Linked DNA regions of Mus musculus: region 2 is linked to region 1. A link is a contact called in public HiChIP or PLAC-seq data. All regions are on one chromosome and are shown on one strand. The core of a region is the stretch at or near the end of the contact, and the rest is flanking DNA. Distances in the headings are between cores, read along the strand shown. Region 1 overlaps Rbms1 (RNA binding motif, single stranded interacting protein 1). Region 2 has its middle 12 kb from the start of Gm26422.

The links. HiChIP or PLAC-seq counts read pairs in DNA pulled down with a chosen protein or histone mark.
Region 2: a FOXA1 HiChIP or PLAC-seq map of pancreatic cancer cells shows a contact between it and region 1. The contact joins two enhancer-like sites. A contact is called at or near these places in 1 of 15 datasets of contacts at CTCF or cohesin (the NIH/3T3 cell line) and 3 of 115 datasets of contacts at active chromatin or transcription factors (the NIH/3T3 cell line, embryonic stem cells and pancreatic cancer cells).

The regions. Positions count from the first base shown.
Region 1 is chr2:60,861,488-60,867,461 of GRCm38.p6, reverse strand. The region is part of intron 1 of Rbms1 (RNA binding motif, single stranded interacting protein 1); the gene reads left to right. Among named protein-coding and RNA genes, the nearest start is that of Rbms1, 17 kb to the left of the region's middle. Within about 2 kb of position 2,266, at least 90 of the 459 cell types and tissues checked have an H3K27ac peak or open chromatin away from gene starts, as enhancers often do. A contact at or near this core is called in the NIH/3T3 cell line and pancreatic cancer cells, where this site is marked.
Region 2 is chr2:61,265,491-61,270,807 of GRCm38.p6, reverse strand. No RefSeq gene overlaps it. Among named protein-coding and RNA genes, the nearest start is that of Gm26422, 12 kb to the left of the region's middle. Within about 2 kb of position 2,892, at least 29 of the 459 cell types and tissues checked have an H3K27ac peak or open chromatin away from gene starts, as enhancers often do. A contact at or near this core is called in the NIH/3T3 cell line and pancreatic cancer cells, where this site is marked.

The DNA.
Region 1 (5,974 bases), core at 1,017-3,516:
CATAGCTTGCTCAGAAGGTTTTGAATTTAGGGTTCAATCTTAGATAACTTTGGTTATACATGGGGAGGCATTCTTGTGTTTATGTCATCCATGGTGTGTGTGAGCATTCTCTTTCTCTCCCTTCTCCCTGTGTGTGTGCATGTATGTGTGGCTGTGCATATAGAGGCCAGAAGTTCAGGTCAGGTGTCCTCTATCAACCTCTGTCTTATTTTTGAGATAGAATCCCCAGAGAACTTGGAGCTCACTGATGTGGACAGACGACGCGGGACCTTCCCTTCTTCCTCCTCCTGACTTACTTTGTTGAGTGTGGGTGTTAGGATGTTCCTGTAGCAAACGCTTGACACACTGAGCCATCTTATCAGCCTGACTTTGGTCACCTTTTTTTTTTTTTTCTTATTTGGTCATAATACTGAAATGGTGAGAACATTGTAAAACACAAAAGGCTACTTGGAGTAAAACATTTTCTTTGAACGTGTTTTTAGTGACATAGCTGTTTTACTGCTATAGAAACAAACAGCAGGGAAACACCGTGCAGTAGTGGGCTGGACCACTGTGAGGTGTGTCATCTACTAGGCCCATTTCAGCCTAGTAGATGCTTACGCCCTGTTCTGAGGCTAGACAGATGAGGGCACTGACAGAGCCATGCTTCCTCCCAGGAGCCCAGAGTGCTGGAGCAGGCTTTCCCCTTGCTCTTTGCTCTTACCTAACATTGGCGTTGAAACTCTTGCTCTCACGGTGTCTCCCTGTGCCCAGAGTTTCCCCTCTGTTCATCTATAACAGTCATGGTGTTTGGGTCCCTGTGTTTAGACATTTGACTATAAAGAAGATCTCATTCCAGGATACTGGGGGGTGGGGGGACAGGGTCAGAATCCTAGGCTGCCTTAGGGGATTACATTTCATCACTAACAGCATTCATTTATTTGAGGCAGAACTCCTCAATTGGGCCTAAATGACATCCATAGTCATAAGAGCTTCAATAATGGAAGTATTATATTGGTGACACACTGTACGTAGTTGTAAGGACATTTTCCCCTTTGTGGCTGAATTTTAACTTGGAGGTTAGAAGATTCATCTTCATACAGAAGGCTCAAACATACAAATGATTCTAGAAGCATCTTCCAACTCTAGCCTTCAAGGAGCTCCAGAACCGCTCTGCTTCAGCCAAGCCCATTCCCATCCTTCTAGCCTGAAGCTTCTCCCAGCTTCTAGAAGTCTCTCTTTTCCCCTGCTCTCTCCTAGGCCTTTGTTAGACCATTACAAATGGCAGCAGAACTCTGTCTTCCCACCTTCAGGTCCCCTCCCTCTTGTCTCTTAAGTTCTACCTGAAACTTGTGTCAGAATTGAGCCCTCCTGATGTGGTTTTCATCCACCACACCTGAGTGGTAGTGTGGGCAGAGTGGAAAAACCCAGGCATTCACTGTCTTTATCTGCAAAGGGGATTCCTGGGCCACCGTGTTGGAGAAGTCAGGTTGTTTGTGGGGGAGTGAAAATGACTCCTACCATTAGTAGGGAAGATTGTTGGAAGAGATTCTTGCCCATTTGTAATTTTCATTTGAAAGTTACTGTGTTAGAATGTAAAGAGGTGTTACAATGTAACTTTTTGAATACTTAAACGGGAACTTGTGTGTCTGCTTCATTAACAAACAGGTGTTTCACTTTTGTTAGCCTTCACTTAAAAAAAATTATTTTTTCCTGATTGGTTAATAAAGAACAAATCTCAGATGGCATTAATTTGTAAGGAAATCAGTTAAATTAGTCCTTTCTTTGAACAAAGGGCTCTTTCTTGTGTGTTATGATTGCTTGAATTGTTCCTTCACCTTTTGATTGGGTGTGTGTCTTCGTACAAGTCAGATTGCTAAATGTATATGCGCCGTGGCGTCTCTCCATGAGCATTGGGTTTGTGTGATTTGTGCATATTTTAAGGGCACAATATTTGCTGATTCTATTCAGTTTCTTTCAAAAAAATTTTTTTTCTTTACTGTATTTAAAACAGGAATTTAGTCAGGCCCAGTTTTCAAAAACCGCACCCAACATGTGAAGTTAGGCATACTTAGTAGTCACTGTCTCAGCAAGCTTCTGTCTGTCCCTGTTTGGCAGCACTAAGTGTCAGGAAATACACCTTAGGTGCTCTGCACTTTCTGCCCAAAATGAGGTCACTGGATTTTTCAAGGGAGCCGGTTTTGTTTGTTTTGACCTAGGGAAGCACGTAGAGTTGTAACCTAGAGAATTGGACATTGAACTCGTGGCATGCCAGTTCGGGGGAAGCTGTGGAAACTCTCAGGTCTGAACGATGTCAGAGCAAGGAAATAGAAAATGCTCAGCTCAGCTTGGCTCAGGATCTGGAGGGTGTGTCCAGGGAGGGTGAAGTTTTAGGACAGGAGAAGCCTTTTCCTGTTGTCTCTCAAGTGTCATCTGAAGAGAGTCAGGAGGCAGAGTCTGTGGGGAATTAGGGACAGTGGTAGCTGCTTTGTAAAGGACATAGACACAGAGCCCAAAGTACCCCAAGTATGCAAATGCATCTTAGGGACCGTGGACAGGACCAGGCATAACACCAGGACCTCTGAATTTCAGGGGCAGTCTGCACTCAGCTCTGCTCTCTCCTCTTTTACTATTTCTTAAGTGTGGCTGGTCATAATCAAAATCTCAAACATGAAAACAATTGTCTCTGTGTTATGTATTCCCAACATGATGGGGACATCCAGGGCTCTGTGGGTGATTTAGAAACTTGTAGAAATCTGAGGAGCTCCTCATAGGGTTTACTGTGTCTTCTCAGTGGTAGAAAAATGCACTGTCACACACTAGTAATCTATAAGCCTAGAGGTAACAGAGACAGGAAACATATATGTGTGGTGGAGAATGACAGGTTCCTGAGCAAGTGAGTCAGAATTGACTCTAAAGAAAAACAGGGACTCTTCACTTAAAGCTGATGTAAGAAAGTTCCTTGGAACCCTCATTAGCCTGAGCCCTGGCAGAGCTAAACTCATCTCCTAGAGACCTGCGAGTGAGTGTCTGCAGGAAAGGGCTTCGGGAGAGTCTGCATTGGTGCTGAGCCGGCAGAAGCTTCAGGGCCACTGTGATTCCAGGACCCAGCTGAAACTCAGAGACCCAGGATGGGGAATGACTTCTGTTTCCTTGTTTTCTTTCTCGACACCTTATTTTGCCCTGTACATTTTTACGTAATTCCCTAGTGTGTGTGTGTGTGTGTGTGTGTGTGTGTTGGGATCCAGGAGTCTTGTGGGAAAGATAGAGCAAGAAGCAGAGATTCCAAAGCATCGCAGAGACCGTGTACAGGGATGGCAATGAATTGGCATTTTCCTCCTCTGCTGCCCTTTCTCCTCATCCTCTCTGCTGTCACCCTAGGCAGGGCTGCTTCTTTGGCAGCAGATCCAGTGCAGCTTCACTCCACTGTCAACAGGCAGGTTGGCAGTCTAGGCAAGAGGCCAGGAGGCCATGGTGTGCAGCTCCTCCCACCATCCCCAGACACTCAGCATCTGTTCACTTAACTTTACAGTAAATGCATTACTGAGTATTTTAGGGGGAAAATTAGTGATTCAAAGCTTTTACTAAACTGTAGAGGCTTACCCAGATCTTACTCACCCCTCTTTTTTTTTTCCTCTCCTTTTTCATTTTAATGGAGTTTTAGGACTGGTCGCGCCATTTTAAGTTCTTACCTTCTTGCCAGCAAAGGTCGATCACACAGTACACTGGGTAGAGGGAAAATATCCTTAGTGGTAGTGGAAGATGTAAATTTCTGGCCTTTTGTACTATTGGCCTTCAAGCTTGAGAAGAGCACAGACAGAGCAACCCTAATGGAGCCCATGCCCGTGTCTAATACCCCTCCACCCATGCTAGTCTCCACTTCAGGTATTAGAAGGTATGTGCTGGAATTCCAGGATTTTAGAGAGGCTCTAGCCAATGCATGTGTACTTAGGACTTACAGGTCATTGGACTAACCAATGAGAAGGTCCAGGCAGTCTAGTGGTTTTGAGGATAGCCTTTCCTAGGGAGCCACGCCCCATCCCACCCCACCCCCACCCGCCTCTCATATTTTGCCACTTGAACTCAGTGTGATTTGTTCCACTCTGTTTTTAATGTGCTTGTGCAAAGGAGCTTGAGAGTAGGAGGTGGGAGACTGGACCAGCACTGTGTATAGGTCACTTTTAATATTAGAACTGGCTGTGGCATATTTAGAGAGAGGCCTGGGAAAGATGGGCTTGGCACAGACTATACTGGCAGAGCACTTCCTACTAGCTTGACATCTTCCTGAGGCTCTGTTGTCTGTACTTACACAATGTCTTGATGGACCTTGAGTTGGAATGGAATCAGTGACCCAGGCTTCATGTTACACACATCAAGACTAAGAGAAAAGTTAGTTTGCCAAGGGCAAACAGAATGTGGTCATGGTGACATCTGAACTCCAGCAGTCTGCTTCCAGAGTCCACTCTTACGCACGTTCGCAACTGGCCAGGAAAGATGCAACAAACCAGAATCTTCTGCGGCAAAGCTTTATTGCTTACTCAGGAGCAAGAGAGGAAGAGTGCGGCAGAGAGAAGCAGAGAGGAAAAGAGAGAGAGACGCAGAGAGAGACGCAGAGAGAGGGGCAGAGAGGGAGAGAGGCAGAGAGCAGAGGAAGAGAGCAGAGGAAAAGACGAAGAGAAAGAGACGAAGAGAGAAGAGACGAAGAGAGGGAGTGCCAGAACCCCGTCCCTTTTAAGGAGAATTATCTTCCGCCTAGGACATGTCATTCCCTGATTGGCTGCAGCCCATCGGCCCAGTTGTCATCACGAGAAAGGCAGAGCACATGGCGGGAAAACTGCCCCTGCACATGTGCAGATTATTTACTACTTAGAACACAGCTGTCAGCGCCATCTTGTAATGGCAAATGTTGAGTGCGGCTCCCCACAGTCCACCCCATGGCAGGATTGTTCTACTTCCTTCAAGGTCATCCTCTAGGTTTTGAGGAGTACTACTGTGGAATGATAGTTCTCATCACAGAATTACATGTGGTTGAAGGCAGAGTCTAGACTTGTTCTATAGCAATACTTCTGAAATAAGTGGAAGCATCTGCTATTTTCTAATGACAGTTTTTCTTTATTTTTCCTGTTGTGTGACAAATTTTCCTAGGTAGACACAACACATACATCTAGCCACCCCACATAGGAACCCACAACAAATCAAAGTCTGAATATGAACAAAGTCCAATTGAGTTTTATTAGGTTTCCTTAAAGGAGTAAGGATGAGGGGTTAGGTTACTCATTGGGGCGCCAACATTACCAAGACCCACCCCACCCCAACCCCCCAGCCCCAGCATGTGAGAGCTTATAAAGCGGGGGAACCTGAAACACATCCCACAGTTTGCAGGCAGCTCCACAAGTTGGTCAAGCTCCTCTCCAAGTGGCTGTGGTCTATACCTTTCCCAGACAGCTCAGCTGATTTCTGCTGCTTCTGGACAGGACAGTTGGCCTGATCTTTGCTGCTTGGTTCAGCTGGAAGTCTTTTTTTGTAGTTTAAGCTCAGCTTTTGTTGTTTAAAAGGCAAGGAGGGACCTACGAATCTGGTCAGTTTCAGGGACTTCCTGAAGCTTTTTCAGATGGTTTACCTACTGAAAGACCATCTCTGCAGGATGGATTGTTTCAACCTTGGAGTTACCTGTTACCTAATGCTCCACCCCTTCCTCCTGTTCTTACATCCTTTTGCCCCCTTTATCCACAGTGAACCCTGAGCCATGATAGCTAATAGCTGTAGTTGTCTTCATGTGTTGAAGGGTTTGGCCACTGTACTACAGGCAACTGTGCTACAAGTTTTCTAGATACTTGTTCTCCAGAGCAGCACTAGTGGTTAGGAGTCAAGGCTGACAACAATGGTTATTTCTGGGCATAAACCACATGTTTAGAAGGCAGTTAGACATCACATTTGTCTAGTAAAATAATAGAAGTTGCTTCCCCATTGGGACCCGTGACCTTCCTAGCATGAT
Region 2 (5,317 bases), core at 1,643-4,142, 400 kb before region 1:
TGTTTATGTGTATGTGTGTGTTATTGCTGACCTTCAGAGGCTTAATTTGTATATTCATATAAATCTGTTTTTCTTCTATATGCTGGTAGAGGATTTCTGCAAAGGAATTTAGTTATCTTGAGAATATAGTTATATAAAGAGTTTAATTAAATTGAATTTTAATGCTCTTGGTTATTTTTTTGTTTGTTTGTTTTTTGTTTTTTGTTTTTGGTTTTTTTTTTTTTTTTTTTTTTTTTTTTTTTTTTTTTTTTTTTTTTGCTGATGAGTAGAGATGGTTAGCTTTTCCTTTTAAAATTCATTAGTAGTTTTGGGAGATACAAACAAGGTTTAGAAACGTATTAGAGATGGTGGGTGTGTAAGGAGTTTCTCTGTACAAAGTATAATGAAACTGTTAGAAAACAGCACTGCCCATGCTGGAGTGTGAAACTGAAGCATCTTAAAAGGAGAGATGGAAACCAGAGAAAAAGGTCCTTTGCTGGGAAAGGACGTTGGAGTTTTCCATCAGTAAGGTCCAGTGCTAATTAGAAGCAATATCTCATACTAATTGAAGTCGTTTGCTTGAATACCTTGTGCTATGAACCTTCATTAAAACCTGATTCACATGTAGTCTAGTTCACCAGGAGAATGGGAGAATCTATGTCTTACTATCAAAAGGACTGGTGGGGAAAAGGGAAGGTCATATGTTTAAATATGATACTAGGGAGTGGAGCTTGAGATAACCAGGGTACGGCAGGCATTCAGATGATCAGTGGCTGCTGTGTTCTGTTTCTCTTAGTAGGTTCTCTATCATGTTCTGTGGCCATGGGGCCCACAAAAATAAATCCAGGACACATTGCAGGCACTGGAGGGAGACTGCCTCTGCCTCAGAGCTATCTACAGTACAAGGAATGGCTGAGAAAGTAAGAGCACAGAGCCTATCACAGAATGATGTGATAAGTACTGTAATGTAGAGACAGGCCAGATGCCTAGAAAGAAGCAAGCGTGGAAGAGATGCCAGCATATGTTGACAAGAGAGTTCTTGAGCTGTGCCTTGAGGGCATTTGGCCAGAGAGAAAGAAGAAAGACAGAGTCCGAGGATGATGGACCAATATCCACAAAAGCCCATAGTGCTGAGAAGCAAATTCAGAGGACAGTGTGACCTGTTTAGGATGGTTTTCAGAGGGAAATTGGAAGAGAAATAATCATCAAACGTCAAAGGCATGTGGCAGTAAGAATTTTAACTCACAGGAAGCCAGAGATTTCTTGTCACTCATACAGACTCAGTTGTTGACTCATCAACTGAGACAGTCACTGAGTTATCTCTTTGAAAGAAAGGAGGAGGCCTAAGGGAGATTGAAGGAGGGGGATAGCAAAAATGTGAGAGTTAGTGGATAAGGATGTAATGCAATAAAAAATAAATACCTCTACCCTCAGATGCACTGTGTGTCAAGGCAAGCTGAAGATGTGTTCTGGGTGAGACACAGGAACACATCACAGCTGTGGTTATTTGCATAAGGTCTACACAAGATTGGGCCTGTCGGCAGCACTTGAATCTGGGAAGGGCCTCCTTTGAAGAGCTATTGGCAGTTACCAGTTGGTGGGAGAAAGCGTGCCATTTTCTTCTGTGGTATAGTTGACCGAGATCCAGTCAAAAACCTCTTACCCATACTCACGTGAGAAACCCTAGTGAAGTTCAGCTGGTCACATGCAAAAGGAAGATGAGAGGGTGAGGGGGACTTCTGGGGAAGAAGGGTTTTAAGGAAAGAGGTAAGATGTGGGAGGGAGGGGAGAGAAGGGGATGAAGGGTAACTATAACTGAAATTCCTTATGTCCATGTATGAAACTATCTAACAAAAGATAAAAGAATAAAAAGGAAGAGAGGAAAGGAGGGCTGTCTTTAGTGGTTGGAAAAACAGGTTAAACACACTCTGGCAGCTCCAAACCCAACTCTTACTTTCCAGCTCTCACCTTGTTACTACTCCTTGCTCACAGTCTTAAAGCCTTTGCTACAGTTGTTCCTAGAACAGCAACACATGCTAACTGACTCTGAAGGTTCTAGTTCAGTGGTTCTCAACATCCCCCTTTCATACCGTTCCTTCTGTTGTAGTGACCCCAACCATAGTGTTACTTTGTTCCTACTTCATAACTGTAATTTTGTTATTGTTATGAGTCATAATGTAAGTATCTGATAGGCAGGATATCTGATAGGTGACCCCCAAAGCGGTCAAGCTCTATAGGTTGAAAATTGCTGCTCTAATTTATCATTTTAATTCATACATTTTAGCCAGATATCATTCAGATAAAAATTTTACTGCAGGGAAAAAACAATTCCATGGGCATGACTTGTTCTGGAACCTTCTTTTTCCTTCAACCCCTATTTGCATCATCACCATCATAATTTTATGTTTAAAAAATAATAGTATTACAGACACACAAAAGTTGGACTACAGCGCTGTAGAGAGATATTCTGAGTGCAGAATGAACATTTTAACCACTGTGATCACCCTTAACAGTGATACTTAAAAAGACAGAATTGTTCATTTGTCAAGGTTATTTTAAGGATGAAAATTCTCATATAAATACATTTGGTATACAGGATGCAAAATTATCTTTCTGAAGCATAAAAATGAAAAAAGGTTAGTGTTACAAATAGTTCTTTGCTTTTCAGCTACACAGGGTGCTGATTGATTTACATAGTTGTTGCAATTAATACCTTTGAAAAAAATGTTTCCAAGAGACAGGGCATGTTAGTCTGCTTTTTGTTGCTATGACAAAAATGATTTGAAAATCAACCCTCAGAATGCCTGTAAAAACCAAAGTGGAAACAGGCTCCCTGTTTCAGAGATTTTACTCCATGGCTCTGTGGTCCCCATCTCTGTGGACACGAGACAAGGCTGAACCTCATGATTGAGAATGAGTAATAGAAGCTCAAGTGCCTACCTTGTGACTCATGGTGACCAGAAAGGAGAGATGGGGAGAGAGAGAGAAAATGGGGTAAACTTCTAGAGTAAGATTCCAGGAACACACTTTGTTTAAGTAAGTAACAGGCCTCAGAATCCAATGGCACCAAATTATAAGCCCATCGATGGATGAACACACTGACCAGGTCAGAGGCCTCACGATCCAGACACCACCATAAAGGCTTACGAGCTGGCAACCGAGCCTTGAGCATATGGCCTGTGAGTGATCATTTGGAACTAAACTACTATAGTGGACAAACACAAAATGTCCTTGTTTGTATCAGGTTTGATTACAAATGACCGATGCCCACAAATAGTGGTTGAAACAAAGAAAAGTTGATTTTTTTTCTTTACAAAGAATTCTAAATGTAGGTATCACCTGAGAAATGAGTATAGCCACCAAGGTCCTGTTTTGTTTTCATTTTGTTTTTAGCTGTATTGGCTTTAGCTATCATATCTGCTTCTGAGCTCTAAGATGAGAAACTGTAGGGCCAGGGAAAGGAGTCAGGGAATAAAGGGTGTACTGCTCAAGCGTTGGGATCCAAGCTCAGATCCCAAGTACCCATGTAAAGGCTGCGTAGAGTGTCTACATCCCTAGTGACTATACAGGCAGGTACCTGACACTTGCTAACCACCCACTCTATTTAATTGGTATGCTCTGGGCTCAATGACAACTGACTCAATAATAAGATGAAATGAAATGGAGGAAGATACACAATGTTGATCTCTGGCCTCTACCTACATGTGTAGGTACCACTCACAACACACACACAAATATAGTTGAAACAAAAGCAAAACCCCAAGATATATAGTTGGTATTAAAGGAATAATCAGGGTTAGGACAGGTGAATAGAGAGCTGGAGAGACCGGTGGATTAACAAAGCTAAGGCTATCGGAAAAGGCTTTATAGAAACCCACTAAGTAGTAAGCTAATTTCAGAATACAATTTTTTCAAAAATTTGAATGTCTTTCTGTCTTGTATAGGTGGACCATCCTGTTCTTTGATGACGTTGATTACTAGACAAAAATCAAAGAGCCAGAAATGGGATATCTTGCTATGAATTATTGGTCAGGGGGCCTAGAAATCTCTTGAACAACAGAGCCTACTGCCAGTACTTTTCACTATGCACTGTAGCTACACATTAAGAGCTCATTGCTGAAGACACCATTCACTTTGAATGCAGAACATAGAGAAATCACGGTGAATACGTCAATAACTTCCTCTCTCCTGGCCAACTTTCTTGGTGCCAGATATACCATGCAGCTTTCTAGAGGAGAACAGATATTAACAGGTTTACCCAGTGCTGGATTCTGCATACTATATAACTGACCTGACAGGCTTGGTGTGTCTACCAGTACAACAGCAGTATGACTGTCATGAGACAATCAGCTGCTTTCTGGTTAGATATGAAATCTACTCCACAATAAGAAATTCATTCCTCGTACTACAAACATGGTTAAAGGCCCATGGCTGGTCATAGGCCCCAGGGAAGAACCTGCTATTGTAGTTTTGTTAGATGGTCACTTGTCAAATTAGCCTTCTAAATGTCTATATGTAATGCTTTCTATAATATAATAGCTTGTCTATAATAGCTTCTTTCTGGAGTGAGCAGAAGTCAATACAGAGGCTCAACTATTCAAGGTGCTGAGATTAATCAACTGAGCATCTTCAGCTCTAAATGGAACATCTTTGTTAGTGTCCTGCCTCCTACAGGGCTCAGGGAACATCATGGAAGAGGAGGCAGAAAAGATGGGAGAGCTGGACGGTGAGGAGGGGTTCTGTGAACTGCTGTTTCTGAATATAACATGGTTACCACACTTAAGAACTAACAGCATCTATAGTTACTTATACAAGACCTATACGAGTTCAAGCCAGCCAACATTCTGGTGTAGCTGGTGGATGAGGAGGTTCCTATCCTGAAACTATCAGCCCTTGTTAGCTGCTGGGGAAACAGTGTAGCCTGGCAGGGTCCCCATGCTACAATGGATGGCTCCACATCCATGCTCATATGTGCAACACTGGCTGTCCTTAGTGGGTTTAAAAAAAAATCAACAAAAGAAGAGGACATGAAGTTGGGAGGGGACATGTTGAGGATCCAGGGAGAAGATGGAATATGGAACTGAGGTGTGGATATGATCATTATTTCACTGCATATATGTACAAAATTCTCAAAAACCATATTTTACGATTGACATAGTTGAGAAAGAGGTCCATAACAACGTGCGTCTCTTCTCTCTTCTTTGGCAGTGCTGAGTATTGAACCCAGGATCTTGTGGATTTGAGACAAGTACTCTACCACCAAGCTCTATTTCCATTTCCAATCCCAGCTCCCAAGCTTTCTGAAGGATGGTTCCAAATGCTTTTACATTTAAATGCA